Regions from separate parts of the Muntiacus reevesi genome. Here region 1 is linked to region 2. A link is a contact called in public Hi-C data. All regions are on one chromosome and are shown on one strand. Each heading gives the region's core, a stretch centred on a gene start, on an enhancer-like site or on the middle of the called end of the contact. The rest is flanking DNA. Distances are from core to core; before and after follow the strand shown.

Region 1 (6,049 bases), core at 2,024-4,523, 140 kb after region 2:
ATTTTGCACCCTAGATTCTTTGCCTTGCTCCATCCTAATCCCACGTGTGCTCTGTATCTTTCCCCTTATACAAAGAAAACCACTTCTTATTTGTTGTTGTTGTATCCCTTGTCTCAGCAGAGGTTTTACGTAAAGGAGCTAAAAGAAGAAAGTTGCTTGCAAGATACTCATTTCCTTTTCTTCCTTTTTTTTTTTTTTTTTTTGAATACAGTATTCACGAGAATTTATGACAAGCATTTTTGGGAACAATAAGAAAATATTTCTCTTTTCAGAGTGATCACAAGCAGAATGAGAGATTTCTTCCTTTAAAGTTTTAACACAGGAGGGTACAAGACCTGAGCTCCGCTTGCTGGGGGTGTTTCAAGGAATTGGTAGAATTTAGAAGGGATGGCCATGTGCCTAGACAGAAGCTTTGGGGTTTGTAGCCTCAGTCAAGCTTCCAGGCCATACCTGAAGGGTACGTAAGGAGAAAGCTGTCAGACTTCAAGACCACTATGACCCTGGACAACATAGATGTTAGCAGGAACCTTGATGATCTAGAGCTAACTGCTCTTCCTCTTTCCCCAGTATCATTTAAAGCCTGGGCTGGAGATGGGAGACTCTGATATTGATGAAAATTTAATTTCTTGCTACCCTAACCAAAAGAGAGCTTTGAGTATCTTAATTAGATTTTTTAAAACTATAAATAAAGGGTGTATATTAGGACCAAGAGAGATATTCTCTTTCATAACCACAGAGTTGTCACATTTAGCAAATAAAAATACAGGATTCTGAGCAAATTCCAACAGAACTGAAAGTTTCTGAGCTTCCCTGACTAGGAAAACTATTATACACCCTCTTCTGGACACACTTAGATACTTTTCTTGGATTTGATGAGTTCTGGGTCCTCTTGGTTACCCTTCAAATCCTAAGCAACAAGTTGGAGATGTTGGGCAAAGTTTCTGGTAACTAGTTTATGTCTGTCATGATCTTGCTGATAATAATGGGGACTAGTTGAGTCTGGTATTGAATTAAAACTTGTATTTCTCCCATCCTTTATACTTGCCCTATACAGTTTCACCTCTTCAAAGTTCTGTTGACTCAGTAGTGTTTCTCAGAATTGAATTAGGGTTGTCTTACATAAACCACTGTTTAATCACATTTAATATATATACAAATCATCATTGGATCTTGTTAAAATGCTGATTCTGATTCAATAGAATTGGGATGGGGCTTGAAATTTTTTATTTCTTATTAAACTCCCAGAGGACCAACAGACTGGTCCTCCTATCACACTCTGAGTAGCAAGATTATGAACACTTATGTCACAATCAATAGGTATTTGTTAAATATGCAAGTACCTAGGCCCTATCCCAATGTACTGATTCAGAGTCTCTGGGGCACTGTCCCAGAGGACAAACTCCTAGGGAGACCCTGCCCTCTACCGTTTTCTCTACTTATTAATTTTTTGTCCTTTAAAGCCCATTGCTAGTCCCTTCTGCCACTTGATGCTCTTACCGACTACCTCACACTCTTAAGTTCTTAACAGTTGTCTGCGGCAAGCACTTGCTGTTTATCATGAGCTCTTTTCTTGTATACATATGGTCTTCCCAGACAGATTTCATTCTTTTCATTTTTTTATTTTTTGCAATGAACAATTTTATTATATACTTTCTCTTAGCCTCAGCCCCTAGCATAAAACTTCACAGAGAGTACATGTTTACTTAACATTCATCACAGACAATAATAGTGATGATAGTGAATGATGAATTTTTCTCCAGGACTCATGTGTATTTCCCAGGCCTAGTGTGAATAAAAGAACCTGCTGATTCTGTAAAGGAAATACTTAACTGACTAGCAAAAACTGTAATTCCCAACTATGGCACACTATTTTTCAGGGATGGGTACTACAATCTTTCTATACCTTGGTATTTGGGATTTTATTATGGTAAATGGCATTTTTAAAGGAAAGTAATTCTTTGAATTTATTATATCTTTTATCTGTGAACCTCCAAGTACTTTAAAGCCATTTAAGTTACTGCAGCCAAGGTGTAAATACTATTACACTCTCCTTGCAAAAAACTGACGAAAGAAAGAGTCACTTGGTTAAAATCCTAGAGCCACTGTTTAAGAAGCTACACCAAGAGACTCAGGAGCAGCTGTGTATGACAGGCAAGCACTTGTCAGCATCTCCCACACCTGTTCTGTGACTTGAAAGGTGAACATTCTGTAGAAGAGAGGAGGGCAAAACAAAGAGAAATTTAAGACTATTTCTTTTCAGTCTTTCTTCTTGCTCCATATTCCTATTGCCAGTGCTTTTTGCACGCTAACGCTAATTCATTCTTGTGTTATGGTTAAATGCTGACACATCTTCCCTCTTTCACAACTTGGTTGCTTCCCCGCCCCCCCCCCTCCCCAGTTATCTTGTTCTCCCTACCTCCTAGTCCACTGTAGCAGCAGAGCAAAATGATCTGCCACCTGAGACTTGAAATGAGGTTGGATTGCTCGTTCGACTACTTTTGAATTCCGCCTCTTTGAAAAAGTCAGTTCACTCAGAGGCAGCTTCCACTTTGTGTGTAAAATGAGAATGGATCACCTCCTTTTCACTCCGTCACACGATGGTTTAGACGACAGAAGGCGATTCGTAAACTGTAAAGCACTGAATAGATATCAGCTGTACCCTTCCTGCACCTGCCCGTGTTTAATCTAATTGAAGCCCAGGGACACAACTGCAGTGGACCTAACGCGGACTGGGCGTTTCTATAGGGAACAGCCTAGAGGTGTAGCTTTTTTCCTTTGAGAAAACGCAGGGCAAGGAGCTGCTGGGAGTTGTAGTCTGCGGTGGTCTTTACACGCCTCTAGGGGGAGAGAAAAAAAAAGAACTACAACTCCCGTGAGGCCATGCGGGGACAGCCCTCGCACTCTCCCGCCAGGCGCGCTCCCCAAGACGAAGCAGGAGGGGCCCTTCGCGCGCCATGGGCATTCACAAAAAAAACGACGGGCGCTCAGAGTGGTGGACATGGCGTCTGGTGCAGAAAAGGAGACGCGTGGGGGTGGGTGGGGATTGTAACAAGAATAAGACATGTGGAAAAAGGCAAATTAAGAAATAAAATGGTCCTGCCCCTATTCCTCACCCCGCAGCAGGGTACTAACTCGCGCCGCTGGGAAGGCGTCGGGAGCGCGCTTCCCGGCTCGCGCCTCGAGTCCCGGGAGCTTAAATCGGCTGGGAAGGGGCGGGGCCAGAGGCGCGAGGGCGGGGCCTATAGCTGAGAGGGCGGCGGTAGCGGCGGCGGCCACAACCCAGACATCTGGGACTGTTGTTCTCTCGAGGTGGGACCGCCTCAGTCCGTTCGCCCAGAGAGACCAGGAGCTCGTCTAGTGGGAAGTAGGCGGCCGCGTCCCTCCTCTCTCCTGTTTCCTCAAAGCTGCGGCAGGACCTGGCACAAAAGTCCTGCGGTTGGTCTCCGATGCCTTTCAGTGAGGAGGGGGCGTCGAGATCCCGGTGAGCGCACGTCAAGCTCCTCCAGCTCTGTGTCTTGGCTGGATCCCCAGTCACGCACCCCAGACTGGCTGCCATGACTGAAAACGCAGAGGGGGACCTGAACTCCAACCTGCTCCACGCCCCTTATCACACTGGGGACCCTCAGCTAGACACAGCCATCGGGCAGTGGCTCCGTTGGGATAAGGTGGGTACCTGGTCGGCAGGGCATCCTCCCGCTCCTCCTGCACGTCCTCCCACACGGTGTACGCCCTTGCCCGTCCCCACCCGGTGCTCGGCAGGCTGTTGGGGGAGATGGCTCAGGCCAGGCGGCGGGAGCTAGCGGAGCTGGGCGTTGCCACCCACCTCTGCCTGGGCTGCCTCCCTGGGGCCATCTGAGCTGGGCAAGGCGAGAAATTACTACCTTCCTTCCTCCCCCCGTCCCGCCCCCCTTCAAGTGTATGTCGTGTCTCTTTTCTCAAAAAAAAAAATTATCTTCATCATCATCATTGTAAGTTATACCCTTAATAGAGAGATTTCCTTTCCCCTTTCTTCTCCCTTGACTTCCTTCTCTGCAAATCTGAAAGTGGGTGTTTTTTGTTGTTTTTTTTTTCCACCTTCTGGGACGATATCTAACCACTATCTGCTTTAGCGCTGGTCTGGTGTGTTTCTAGCTTACGTCGCTAGGTAGTCGCTGGTCTTTTATCGCTCCCGCTCCCGTGTATTCTCTAATACCACCTTTTGCTCTTGAGAAAGATAAGGGTTCTCTTTTTTCCGCTGGCCAGAAGTTATTTTCTGAAGGTGTCCTCTTCCAAAAATCACGTTTTCCAGGTTTCATGCGATGATACAGACTTGTATCCATTCCTCCTCTGTTCCCCGACCCGTACTCTCTCCAAATTGTTGCGGTGTTTTCATCTTACGGAGGCATATGGCATGGATATATGAGAGCTAGTATTAAAATGCAGCCATCTCACTTGTAAAAGAGGCCCTTAGCTCCAATAGAGGAAAATTATCCAAGCTTTTGCTTTGTCGAGTATATTAAATGCGTTTGTTGAAGTAGAGACGGCAACGTATTTTAAATAGAATTAATAATACTGAATTAAAGAATTAATGTGGTCATATGTGAAATCATGTTATTCAGCTTCCTAAAGGATTATTAGCCTTCTGAAAAAGTTTTATTTTCACTTTGTTCAGTCATTCATGCATTCAGCAAAAAATATCGATTGAGCATTGGGTAATGTTTCAGGGCCTGTTGGGTCCAGGGTACGCTAGTGGTGAGGAGGCTAGAAAGGGTTCCTACCCTCAAAAATAAGTCAGCAAATAAGGAAGACCAGCAAATATGCAATTACTTGTTTAAGTATTACGTGGTCATATGTATCTTGGACATTCTAATTCTTCCTCTGGAATCTAAACCAGTGCATTTCAAACTCTTGAAGTGCATGCAGAACACCTGGAGATCTTTAAATGCAGATTGTGATTTATGAAGCCTGGGGTGTGGTGTGAGATTCTGCTTCATAATGAACTCCCAAGTGATACCAATGCTGCTGGTCTGTGGACCACACTTTGGGTAGCAAGGCTCCAGAATGTTCTGAATGAGCTACTAGAGAGCTAACACCCTTTTTGTAGGATTTGCCCATTTATACAAAAAATACATATGTACACACACCTTTTTCAGTCATATGCAAAATCTGTGGTATCCCGTTGATTACAAGGATGTGAAAAATGTGAATAACTTTAAATCCATTTTGCCAGTTTTTATTATTGCCTGCTGTGAATATAGTTCCTTGCTGTGGAAGGATACAAAAGTGAAGATTTACAGATTACTCTTCTGTTTTTGGTTCATTAGGGAGGAGGAAGCCTAGTAGGAAAAAAAAGCTAAGGCTTAACATACTGTGAAATGATATATACTGTAAACTGACCATATATATCTCTTCAGCAGAGAAATCTAAATTACAAATGAATGTTATCTTTATAGGTTTAATATAGTTAATTGCTATTGTTTAAAGCCATCTGCTGTCAGTAAAGAAATGTGATTTTACTTGTGTCTCTGTGAAGTGAAAGGAAGATGTATGATATTCAAAGACACTTGTAGAATTTCAACACAATTTAATTTACTGATAACTATTATGTGTGTCAAAGCCTTTGGCCCTTCAACAATAGGAGTTTGTTTCATTGTCACAGGTAAAATCTTTTGTTCTGTTTAGGTGCCAATTTTGACTATACTTTTCCTAATGGATCTCTTGACTTGATTATTTTTAAAAATATCTACTGAGTGAATTAATATTATTTGTCCATGCTGTACCTAGATATTGTTGGGTATACTGAAATGTGAAAAGACTATGAAATACATATACATGTAAAAAGATAATGCTGGGATGGTGTTGGTGGCAATTTAATGGTTTACAGGCAGTCAGGTTTTATAGGAGTTTAAAAGTAAGTGACCTGTGGACTGGGATAGTCAAGGAAGACAATAAGAAGATGGGATACATATGAAAAGAATGGGGAGAGCCCTCACTGAAAGTGGAAGAGAAATTAATTTATATTTAAAGGGCCTTCTATATACAAGGTACGGACTGAAAACCTGTGGGAGAC
Region 2 (6,083 bases), core at 713-3,212:
GCAAGGCTACAAATAAATCCAATAAACATATCACCACACACTTGTATACAAATCCACCCATCTCTTAACTAATAGACAAAAGCAGTAAAAGGCAATAGAAACACTACGCTTTCCCATTTCCCTGGGTGGGGGGTGGGGGGGGAGCGGCGTTCTAATCAAGAGACTCTCTGTAAAGCTAACAACAAAGTAAAAGAAAACAAACAAGCAAAACAAAAAGTTCCAATCTGATTAAAGTTAGTAATAAATTGTACTTACTGTTTGGCCTGATTAACATGAACTCCTAGTGTATAGCTCAGCCATTTGTATGTCACCTACAAGAAGGAGTTTTTTAAAAAGGTTTATTAGATGACTGCAGAGCGCAGGTCAGCCCAAAGGACTCCTAAAGATTCTGAGGCAATTATGCCTTATAAATTACATTAAATGCCACCCCAGTTTTGCCAAGAAACATCCATCTGGGCAGGTAGGACTCAGACATTTATTTTACAAAGAAGTCTGCATCATAGATTAATGCAAGAATCTAAAAAGGTTGAATATACACAGGAAAAGCTCTCAATTTCCTTACACTCCCTGTTTCACCCTGGTCCTTCTTTCCACATTTCTCTCCTTTTATGGGGCCATCACCAAAAATCATCCTCAAACTCACTCAGAAACTTAAGTTACTTTGGAGTGTACAACTCAGAAACTTCTGAAGAAAGTTGCAGCCACATAAATATTAAAAGGCACAGATGGTGCAGGGGTCAGGGAATGAGTGAAGTGGATAAATACTCTATCAGAGGTTAGATTGGGAATTACTGGCATCAAGCTTTGCTCTTCCTCCCATCCTTCCTTCAACTGTCATTTGCCACTTCCTTGTAACCTGTCACCCTCCCCTCAAAGTCTTTCAATTCTAAACGCTGAGTTTCCAGTAACTAGAAGACTGAGCATAGGCTGGGCAAAGGCAGTGTGATGTAGAGGAAAGCACTAGCAGAACACAGTCTGGAAAACTGATTATCCCTTGTGTGTGTTAGGCTCTCAGTCGTGTCCTACCCTCTGTGACCCTATGGACTATAGCCCAGCAGGCTCCTCTGTCCATGGAATTCTCCAGGCAAAAATACTGGAGTGGGTTGCCGTTCCCTTCTCCCAGGAGATCTTCCCAACCCAAGCATCAAACCTAGGTCTCCTGCAGACGGATTATCCCTTACTAACCACAAGTTATTTGGCCTCTCTGCTCCAACTACCTTTTCTAAGGCTACTTCCACCGACCTCTATGCTTCACTGTAAAAAGTACACGCAATAACGTGTACCCAAAGTTCACAGTGGGCTCTCAATCATCACGATTTGAGAAACGCTCTCACATCCATCGTCTCACTTGATCTTTACTTCAACCCTGTGAGGGAGGTCAAGCCTGAATCAATAACAAACTTCCAGGAAAACGAAACCAACTGACGGTCAGATTAAACAACTTGTTACTTAACTCGGTCAAAACACAATTTCCTCAACTGTAAACTTGAGACTTCAAACGCCAACCACCTTGCAGGAAACGTGTGAAGAAGACGCCTTAGAAACATCAATCAAGGCTCCTCCCTCCCCGCCCGACCTCCGTGGCCCTTGGTCTGCGCAGAGCCCAGGACGCCCACCCGAGGAACCTGGATCTGCCGGCGGGGCAGAAGTCCTCCCCGGCGAGTCCTCGCTCTGCCTGGGGCACCAGGAATGGGGACCGTCTCCACTGGACCAGCCCCATGCAACCACACGCAGAGGGATCAAGGCCCCTGCCGCCCTCACTGGGCCCAAAACCCCAGTCGCACGCCCGCATTCCCCAGTCCTAGCTCCTCACGATCTTGTTCTGGTCCGTGACGAACTCGTCTATATTTTCCAGATAAAACTGGTCCGCCATGGTGCCGCGGCGCTGTGCCCCGCCGCAGCTGAGCTCCCCTAGCCGCCACAACCGCAGCTCCCGCCGGCGGGAAACGTCTTTTCTCCCTCCCAGGTCCCGGGTCGTTTCCCACGGCAACGAAGGCGACGCGCTACGGCGGCCGCTAGAGGGTCAAACTAGTCTCGGAGACGGCGCAGGCTGAAGTAGGTGGAGCTAATAGGAACTGACGGAAGTGAGGAACGAGGAGCGCAGGCGTGGTCTGGAACGGCTGCCTGTAGAACCCTAGTGTCGAATCCAGGCTCTGCCAGTTCGTGGCTGACGCACCGCAAAATACCTCACCTCTCTAGGGACCGTGGTCTTTCCACCCGTAAACTGATAAAATAATCCTTGCCCTGTCACACATTTAGTCAATGAATATTAACTAGGTACCTCGTCTGTTTCCAGCCACTTCCTAGGCACTGGGACACAGCAGTGAACAATAAAGACAGAAGTAACTATTTTAGTAAAGTCCTGCCAGCTGGGATAAGTACTGCCTGTTATAATCTCTCAGAATTGAGAAATTAGGGGAAGTTTTTCCAGAATGGATGAGAGAGGGAGTGTTTGTTGCTGGGAAGAGAAGTTTTCATTATAGTTGAAATGGGAGAAAAGGACACGAAGAGAGATGAGACGAACGAAGAAGTCAAACTATGCGGTGCCTACAAGATTGCGTGAAGGGGCACGTGAACTTTATTCTCAAGAATTGGGGAATTTCAAATAAAATTTCTCCTAATATCAGCTAAAAAAAAAAATCCTTCCTTTAAACTGTGTATTTCAGTAGGGCAGCACCGTGAATAATGGAGCTGGCACTAGAGTCAGACCCTGGATTTGAATCCTGGTTTTGATATTTGGTGTGTGAACTTAGGCAAATTGCTTAATCACTGCAAGCCTGTTTCCCCATCTATAAGATGGATATAGTAATAGCATCACTTCAAATGTTTGTTGCAACATGCATTCATTCAGGATATGGTTAGCAAAAGCCTAGTAGGGGCCAAGCATTGCTCTACACATAACAGCTGTGATCAATAACACAGGGAGCCTGCCCAAATGTAGCTTACAAATAGTATCATTTGTACTAGAAGTTGAGAACCCAGTAACTTGGTTCCCTTTTGTTTGTGAGTCAGGAAAACCCGCTAATGAGTTAGATGAGTGGAGAATGAGAAAGACAGTAATAAAAATTGCCTAGACTTGGAACCTAAATCAATGTGAATAGTGATGTCTTTGACTGTGAGATATGAAGATAGAGAAAGTGCAGATGAGAAAATTAAAGAATTTTATTTGGCCAGAGTTATAAACCAGATAATATATACATAACCCTTGTACCATACCTGCATACAATGAAATCAACAGTTAGTATCTGTACTTGGGATTGGCAGGCTTCCCTGGTGGCTCAGATGGTAAAGAATCCACCTTCAATGTGGGAAACCTGGGTTAGATCCCTGGGTAGGAAGATCCCCTGGAGAATGGAATGTCTACCCACTCTAGTACCCTTGTCTGGAGAATTCCATGGACAGAGGAGCCTGCTGGGCAGTCCATGGGGTCACAAAGAGCCAGACACAACTGAGCAACTAACACACACACTTACACTGGTGACATTGCTTTTGCTGGTAGCTCAGATGGTACAGAATCTGTCTGCAGTGACAGAGACCCAGGTTCAATCCCTGCGTTGGGAAGATCCCCTGGAGAAGGAAATGGCAACCCACTCCAATATTCTTATCTGGGAAATCCCATGGACAGAGAATCCTGGAACTGAGTGACTAACACACTCTCTGGTGACATTGGGCAGTGGAGTGAAAGAGGCACCAAAGCCAGATTTCAGTGATTCAAGAAGTGAGGAAGAATGAGAAAAGGAGCTGAAGATAGAGCATAGAGACAACTCTGGCTAATTAACTCTGTGAAATAGGAGAGTGGGGTGAGAATCATGACTTTCACAACAAGTCTGCCTAAGCAACAGGGGTGGGAGATGGTGGTGGGTGTTTGTCTGGGAAGGAAGGATGATAGGCCTTCTGGAGTTTTTTCTATGTAGAAGATCCTCAGTCAGGATTCCCTCTGAAACTGCAAGCCTGAATCTGCAGGAGGAGAGCATGTGACACATCCTCAATTCCCATTGAATGGAAATTTTTCCAAAGGCCTTTTTCCCCCTGAATTCCCAGCACCCAGCGTGGCCATTGCTGGCAGAGCGTAGGCCCTTAACAAATATTTGTTGACTGATAACTAAATGGCAGAAGATGGATGGATGAATGGAATTGAATTAAACGTTGTTCTGCTCTATAATCCCTTTTGTTGGTTTTCAGAACATTGTTTGTGGAAGGTATTGTCTTTCCTCTCCAGCCCCCTCTGAAACGGTTACATAGTCTGTTAGCAGGGGGAGCATTATTGGTAAGTTAACTGGGGAGATGCAGCTGCCTTCAAAGTCCCAGTGATCAGAAATAGGGGACAAGGGGTGACCTTTTGTGGACAAAAGTTAGGACCAAGCCCAGATCCTAAACAGGCTTGAGACTTGCAAAGAACACTGCTGCTGGAGACCCCAAAGGGAGGCGCCATGCATTCCTATGTGTACAGTCTTTAGAGACAGGATTTTATCTAGTAAACACTCCATATACTTTGGGTTGACTAATTTGAAGCATCTTACCTTTCAGTATTTCTTCCAAAACTCCATAGAATAAGAGACAAAATCAGATGGAAGACTCTCCCCAAACTGATTCTCCTCGTCTCCCTGTTCCCTATCCCATGAGGAAATGTCTCCATCATCCTTCTGATCTCCCGGGACCTGCTCTATTTCAGACCTTCCTTATCATCAGTCTTCTGTTTTTAAGTTTCTTTTCATGGTATAGAGGAAATGCATGCTCATCCACATCTTCTCTAGCCTGATCTCTGTTCCAGTCTTCCCCCAACCCCCATCCGGGTCCCTCTTTAACACCAGTTCCAGAATGACATTTCTAAAACACAGAACTGATGATGTTGTTCCCGGCTTAAAAAACCACAATCCGATTTTAGAACACTTTCATTGCCCCCCAGAAGTGCTCTTGTGCCGTCATTCCCTGCTTACCCAAACAGTCCTTATTCTCACCCCCAATACCAGGCAACCAAGTGTCTGCTTTCTATCTCTATTATTTTGCCTCTTCTAGAAATTTCATATAAATGGAACCATAAATATGTAGTTTTCTGGGTAGGGTTTCTATTATGGACTGAGGTGTGTCCCCCCCCCCCCATCCTCCGACCATAAATTCATATGTTAAAGTCCTAGCCCTCAGTAGCTCACATTATAACTGGCAACAGGGTCTTTAAAGAGATAATTAAGTTCAAATGAGGTCATTAGGGTGGGTCCTAATCCCTGGTGTCCATATAAGAAGAGGAAACTAAGACAGGCAACCCATTGCAGATAGAAGACCACGTGAAGACACAAGAAGATGACCATCTATAAGCCAAGAAGAGAGCCCTCAGAAGTCAACCCTGATAACACCCTGATCTCAGACTTCTAGCTTCCAGAATTGTGAACAAATAAATTTCTATTGTGTAAGCCTCCCAGTCTGGTACTTTTTTATGGCAGCCCTACCAAACTAATATAGCTTCTTTCATGTAGCACAATGTGTTTGAGCTTCTTTTAAAATAGTGTAAATATTAGTAGTTCTTTACTTTTTGTGCCCGGTAGTACCCAATGGATGTACCATATTTTGTTTATGTATTTTCCAGTTGATGGACATATGAATTACTTCCAGTTGTGGTGCTAAAACTCCTGCTAGAAAATTTGCATACAGGTCTTCACGTGAACATATGTTTTCATTTCTCTTGGGTAGATCCAAGACTTTCAAGACCAAGTTTAAGTTTATTACTTCTTCAACCTCACCTCTCGTCCTTCATTGCTTCTTACCTTTACTTCAGCACCAAAGACTGCTCATAAGTCCTTGCATGTACTATTCTATTTCTCACTTATAAGTCTTTACATCCATGATACCCTCTCTGGACTTTTGTTTCCTCATGGTAAAATGGAGATAATAATCAGACATATTGAGTGGAATAAAATCTAATTACCAGTACCTCTCATCTAGACAGGTCTTTACACAAGTTTTCAAAGCTTATTTACATCCTTTATCTCCTTTGATAAACTCTGTCCAATAGTCAGGGATTATAGGTTAGTAGCTATGACTGTCAAAGATAGTGAAAGTCACTCAGTCTTGTCCAACTCTGCAAGCTC

Evidence for each region. Hi-C and Micro-C count contacts between places; a contact is called where the count stands out from the background.
Region 1: a contact with region 2 is called in a Hi-C map of muscle, with 6 times the contacts expected there. The contact joins the promoter of PGM2L1 here to the promoter of POLD3 in region 2. A contact is called at or near these places in 2 of 3 Hi-C or Micro-C datasets (blood and muscle).

Annotation. Positions count from the first base shown.
Region 1 is chr9:37,590,544-37,596,592 of mMunRee1.1, forward strand. It overlaps PGM2L1 (phosphoglucomutase 2 like 1), which reads left to right and starts at 3,274. Exons shown (of 14, transcript XM_065944454.1): 1 at 3,274-3,665. The coding sequence starts at 3,555.
Region 2 is chr9:37,450,415-37,456,497 of mMunRee1.1, forward strand. POLD3 (DNA polymerase delta 3, accessory subunit) reads right to left here and starts at 1,963. Exons shown (of 12, transcript XM_065945193.1): 1 at 1,814-1,963; 2 at 256-311. The coding sequence starts at 1,873.